Linked DNA regions of Mus musculus: region 1 is linked to region 2. Evidence: chromatin contacts called from public HiChIP or PLAC-seq data. All regions are on one chromosome and are shown on one strand. Each heading gives the region's core, a stretch centred on a gene start, on an enhancer-like site or on the middle of the called end of the contact. The rest is flanking DNA. Distances are from core to core; before and after follow the strand shown.

The links. HiChIP or PLAC-seq counts read pairs in DNA pulled down with a chosen protein or histone mark.
Region 1: an H3K27ac HiChIP or PLAC-seq map of VIP interneurons shows a contact between it and region 2, with 6 times the contacts expected there. The contact joins the promoter of Agtpbp1 here to the enhancer-like site in region 2. A contact is called at or near these places in 8 of 115 datasets of contacts at active chromatin or transcription factors (VIP interneurons, differentiating embryonic stem cells, embryonic forebrain and 5 more).

What each region holds. Positions count from the first base shown.
Region 1 is chr13:59,555,886-59,558,585 of GRCm38.p6, reverse strand. Agtpbp1 (ATP/GTP binding protein 1) reads left to right here and starts at 1,284. Exons shown (of 26, transcript NM_001377097.1): 1 at 1,284-1,488.
Region 2 is chr13:58,637,525-58,640,424 of GRCm38.p6, reverse strand. No RefSeq gene overlaps it. Among named protein-coding and RNA genes, the nearest start is that of Slc28a3, 28 kb to the right of the region's middle. Within about 2 kb of position 1,269, at least 13 of the 459 cell types and tissues checked have an H3K27ac peak or open chromatin away from gene starts, as enhancers often do. A contact at or near this core is called in VIP interneurons, where this site is marked.

The DNA of each region.
Region 1 (2,700 bases), core at 35-2,534, 920 kb before region 2:
TTGCTAAAGGTGCCATTCATCTGCAAGTTGTGTGTTTGCAATAACTTCAAAGCCAATGACGCTGTGGGTTACCCGGCTGTATGGGCCAATCTTCTGAGCCTTTGTTCTGACCATTAACCATACTTTGCTAAAGAGGAATTCAATTTATATGTATTTCTAGATTGCAAGTTGATTTAGAAACACGTTCTTTGAATAATGTCTCATGAATTTTGAACTACTAAATGTTCTTAGACAATCGTTTTCATTTTGGGGAGTTTGTGGTGGAGAGTGGTTTAAAGGTATTTTAAATACTTGAATCTATCATTATGTGCACATGTGTTATAGGTATGGGGAAAACCAACATTTATAAAATGGCAGTCTTTTGTTCCTCTCAGTAAAGACATCTGCCAAGAGCAAGTAGCATGAAGCACTGTTTCACACCTTGAATACGTTTTTTGAATTACCTCCACAAACCTGCTTGAACGAAACATAAGAACAAAATAAAAACCCCACAGGGCTCAGTTTAGTCCCCTATCATGCTGTGATAATTTTACATCCCTTACCAACCACCATAAACAGGGAGCATGGTCGATGCTCCTTAAAAAGGCAAATGATGTCTTTATTAACAATGTATCTCAGAGTATTTAAACACAGTCAAAACACAAGCATGCTCCCTACTTCTCCCCCACTGTTTTTTGCCTTTAGCTTCTGCACCAAGGTTTTCCATAACATCGTTTTGAAATGAATGGGCATGACATTTTGTTCGCAGTACCATCAGATAATCTCATTTACCTGGATAAATGGGCCATGCGCCACAGCCTTCACAGCCTGTTCTGGGTCAACTTGGGGTCAGGAAGGACTAGCCTCACTGTTTCCCAAGGTTTGATGGGATTTGGGAGCTACGCCCCCGGTTGGGAAGGAAAAAAGAAGGCGATTTGATGAACGTGTCGATCTGCTAGCGGGCTAACACGTTTACACTGGCCCACGACCCACAGGAACCCAAAGGTAAGGGCGCGCACCGCCGGTTGCCCACGCCAGAGTGGAGTCCTTTCCCTACTCCGCCCCACCCTGCCCCGCCCGCCCCGCCCCGCCCCTCCTCGCCCCGCCCCGCCTCTTGGTACCCACCCGACCTTGCGCACGCGCAGCTTGTCTTCCCTCCAGGCGTGCCGCCCCCGCCGGCGGGCACGCGCCCCGCGGGCCCCCCCCCCCCCCGACGTCCCGCCCTTCCCTGGAAGCGCCCTTCCCCCACGCGCACGCGCCCTACCGGGCGCACGCGAGCCGGCCCTCGGAGCCGTGAGTTGGGCGGGGCGCCGCGCTGACGTTGCCCGGGATGCGGGCATGTTCCGCGGCCGTCTTCGCCGCCTCCGCCTCTCCTGCCACCCGGGTTTGTATGAAAACGGCGGGCCGCGGGCGGCGGACGGCGGGAGAAGGGCGGCGGGCGGCGAGGAACCGCCGTGCGCCCCGGGAGTCCCGGGCGCGGAGGCCGAGCGCAGCGCCCAAGCCGAGCCGGTGAGCGTCCCCGCCGCCCGCGCGTCCCGCTCGCCGGCTCCCGGCGGCTCCTCGGTTCACTTGGCGGAGGCGAAGCGCGCTGCCAGGCGGCGAGGCGGGCAGTCGAGCGAGCCGGGGCGGTCGTCGCCCCGTGCACTCTCCTCCGCGCTCCGCTGCCCGCCACTCCCTGGCCTCCGCCCTGCCGCGCCCCGGGACCCTTTGATTGGCTGCTCCCTGACAGTTTAGCGCCGTGGACGGCAGTTTCAACACCTCCCCGGGTGGTCGGGGTGGACGTTGACTGTGTATGCTGGTCCGTGGATGATGCAGGTCTCGCACGGCGTGTGAGGTAACGACGGCGATCCCGCTGGCATGGCAGGCTGTCTGTGGCAAGCCCTCTCCAGGTGTTCGGAATGGTAACGGTGCCCATCAGGTACCCGGCAGTTCGCAGTCCACAGAGTCGAGTGGCTCTCCCGAGCGCTCGCTCTTCCTTGGCCAGCTTCTGACTTATTCTCACAGTTCTCCTTGCTTCCCTGAGAGAGGAAGTTATTTTTGTAATTGTGTTTTGGAAATGTTTCTGGTTTCGTTGGCTGCAGAAGAAATGATTTATTTAAGGCACTTTGAACGGTACGGATTTTAAAACAGGCCAGATGTCAAAACCAAAGTCCTGGAGATCTGTAATCAGATCCCTCTAATGGGCCGCACTTTGGCGATGCCTTAGTCCACCCGAGTTTCTCCTGGTTTGCTTGGTTTCTCGTTCTCCCGAGTCACATTCTACAATGGAGTTACACTGTCATTTTGAATGACCATAGAGTTTTGCCTTGAATTGATGGATCAGTGTTTAAAATTGTAATCTCTGTTGGACTCTGAAACAGACCCCTTATGTGTTTGACCAACATGACATAAATGTCAAATATATTAACGTAATTTAACCTTCTGTGGTATTTTTAGTTTCTTAAGATTTATACGCATATGCATATGTATATATACATATGTGTGTGTGCCTGTGTGTGCATGTGTGTGTGCACCATGTGTGTACCTGAGGAGGTCAGAAGAATGTGTCAGATTCACTGGAATTGGAGTTACATATGGTTGTGAGCCACCATGTGGATGCTTGGAATCAGACCCACCCAGGTTCTCCGAAAGAACGGCCCTTAATCATTGAGCCATCTCTCCAGCCCAGTGGTAGCAATTTTTAAATAAAGGTTTTCCAATTGATTTGGCTCAAGGGTTACC
Region 2 (2,900 bases), core at 20-2,519:
CTCAGAATTATTCTAAAGAGAACACTAAACTGGAGAGAGGAGGCATGCAGACTGCAAGTTTTTAAAACCTCTCCTTTATGTTTAAAACATCTCAAAACGTTCACAGATCTATAAAGAAAGGAACCAGGGCTGGAGAGATGGCTCAGTGGTTAAGAGCACTGGCTGCTCTTTCAGAGGTCCTGAGTTCAAATCCCAGCACCGGCATTGTGACTCACGACCATCTGTAATGAGATCTAACGCCCTCTTCTGGGGTATCTGAAGACAGCTACAGTATACTTCCATATAATAAATAAACAAGGAAGGAAGGAAGGAAGGAAGGAAGGAAGGAAGGAAGGAAGGAAGGAAGGAAGGAAGGAAGGAAGGGAGAAGAAAGAAAAAGCACATAAATGTGCCATATACCCCAATATACATTCACACACCCTATACGCACATTTCAACGAAGACCCCCCCCCCAGAATTATCAGCAGTTTCAGAAATTACAACTGATGGACCATAGTTGTGAGCCCCCACGTGGCTGCTGGGATTTGAACTCGGAACCTTTGGAAGAGCAGTCAGTGCTCTTACTTGCTAAGCCATCTCGCCAGCCCCAGGCACTGTACTTTCTAATCGAAAGCACCTTTGAACTTCATTCTAGAAGGAGCCTACCTGCGCACTGCTAATGCCTGGCTTTTTACAATTTGACCTTCAATCTAGACGTCACCCAAATGATGGACTCCGTGCTTGTGAACCCTCCCCTGCTACAGAGAAGCAACAAAGGGGGAAAGACATCAACTCTATAATCTGAGACGCTGACTGCTCCTACAGGGTTCTGAGCACCCACGCCGCAGCTGGCAGGCAACCATCTGCAACTTCAGGGTTGTATCTGATGCCCTTTTCTGGTATACATGGGTACTGCATGCATGAGCTACAGATACAGGCAGGCAAAGCATTCATACACATAAAATAAAAATAAATCCTTTCTAAAAATAGTGAATGTGGCACCATTCATTTTTACATTAATTTGTTATGAGTGTGTATGTGCACACACACATGAGCGTGTGAGTGTGTGCGTGGATGACGTGGCACATCTGTGGAGGTCAAGGGACAACTGTCAGGGTCAGTGCTTTTATTCTATCATGTGCGTCTCAGGGGTAGAATTCAGGTCATCAGGCCAGGTGGCAATCTCACCAGTCCAATAACTCCATCTCTAATGCTCTGTTAAATTGTGTGCCGTGTCAGCAAGCAGAGCTGGCATGAGCCCATTAGGAAGAAAATTGGACTGTTCATAAGTATGCGCCATCTGCTGGAGCATCCATGAGCAGCCCACGACATGGACACAGTGAATAGGGCTGCAGAGACAGTAGTGGAACTGGGTCCACAAGAACTCCTTTCTGCTTTTCATTGCTGGAGGACCCTGGCCTAAGCCCAAGCACCAGAGAACTAATGAACATTTAGTCTCAATCTGCAGCCTCCCTAGGGGACCACAGCAGAGTCTGCGGAAACGGTATAATTGTCTTGTTCATTACTGGAAACAGTAACTAAGTATCCTTCAGGACTCTCCAGCTCAAGATCTATAAGGATTTCTATTGTTCTGCTTCTCAGGCTTGGTATTTGTTTGGTGCTTTAAAAAGAGAGAAACCTGTCTCCTGCTATGTTTAAATGCCCAATCCCATCAGGACACTTCTGCAGCTGCCTGCATTGGGAGAAATCAGGAAATGACATCAAAGTCTAGACATAAAACAAAACATAAAAAGACATCTTTGAGACAAGCCTGGAGAAATGTGAGCATGAGCAATAGGTAGATGGTGACAAGCCTCTATTTCCAGTTTCCAGTCAGCTTGGGTACCACAGCTCAGTCTAAGGAAACCACACACAGCCATCTTTATCCTGCCCAGGACTGGGGAGACATGAGCTTAGAGATCTCCACCCAGACTCCAGAGGGTGGAGTAACCTTTATCTGAAGTTTTTGGGACCAGCATGCTTTTCTTCCTTTCTTTCTTCCTTCCTTCCTTTCTTTCTTTCTTTCTTTCTTTCTTTCTTTCTTCCTTTCTGCGTTTAGAATGTTTGCATATACATCATGTGTATCTTGGGAATGTGGCTCAGGGGCACACAAAATTCATTTAAAGAAAAAAATATATATATATACACACACACATATGTATCCTAAAGATATATACTTTTTATATATACACTTTTTTTCTCCTTTGGAGACATGTTCTTCTCCCTGTGTATCTCTGGCTGATCTGGTATTCACAAAGATCCTCCTACATCTGCCTCCAGAGTATTGGAATTAAAAGTGTGCACCACCACTCCTGGCTGGGTGGCTGGTCTTGTCTCTGAGACTGCATAACCACATAGCATTATCATTGAGAAATTCACACTTGAGAACCACACAATCAAGTTATAATAAATAAATAAATAAATAAATAAATAAATAAATAAAATCTCATTAACATTTAAAGTAAGTTTGTTATTTGTGACTGTATTCATAACTGCCCTTGGGGAGCTACCTGCAAAAGATCAGAGCCTCATTCAGGTGGCTATGATTAATCCCCCCAGCTGTCCACAGTGCAGGTTACTTGCTTGGGCTCTGGGGCCTCACGCCCTTTCTGAGCATGCTTGCCCTGTTGATACAATTTTGCTTTTCCCTCCTGGGCTTTCACATAGTATGCAGTCCCCAAGAGCCCGGCTTCTCCCTCTGACTCTTGACTGTAAGGAGGAAAGAAGACAATCAGGAGCCAGAAGGTATCAGTTACAGCCATTATTTTCCACTCAGGGTCTTATTTTGCATCTTTGTCTAATATCCATAAATTGAAACTTGAGGGATGGTCCAAAAACATTCCCAGAAGAGGTTTCACTGTAGTGGAGTCCGGCGCCCTGCGTCAAACAAAGTGAAACACTGCCACCAAGTGGTCTTTTCG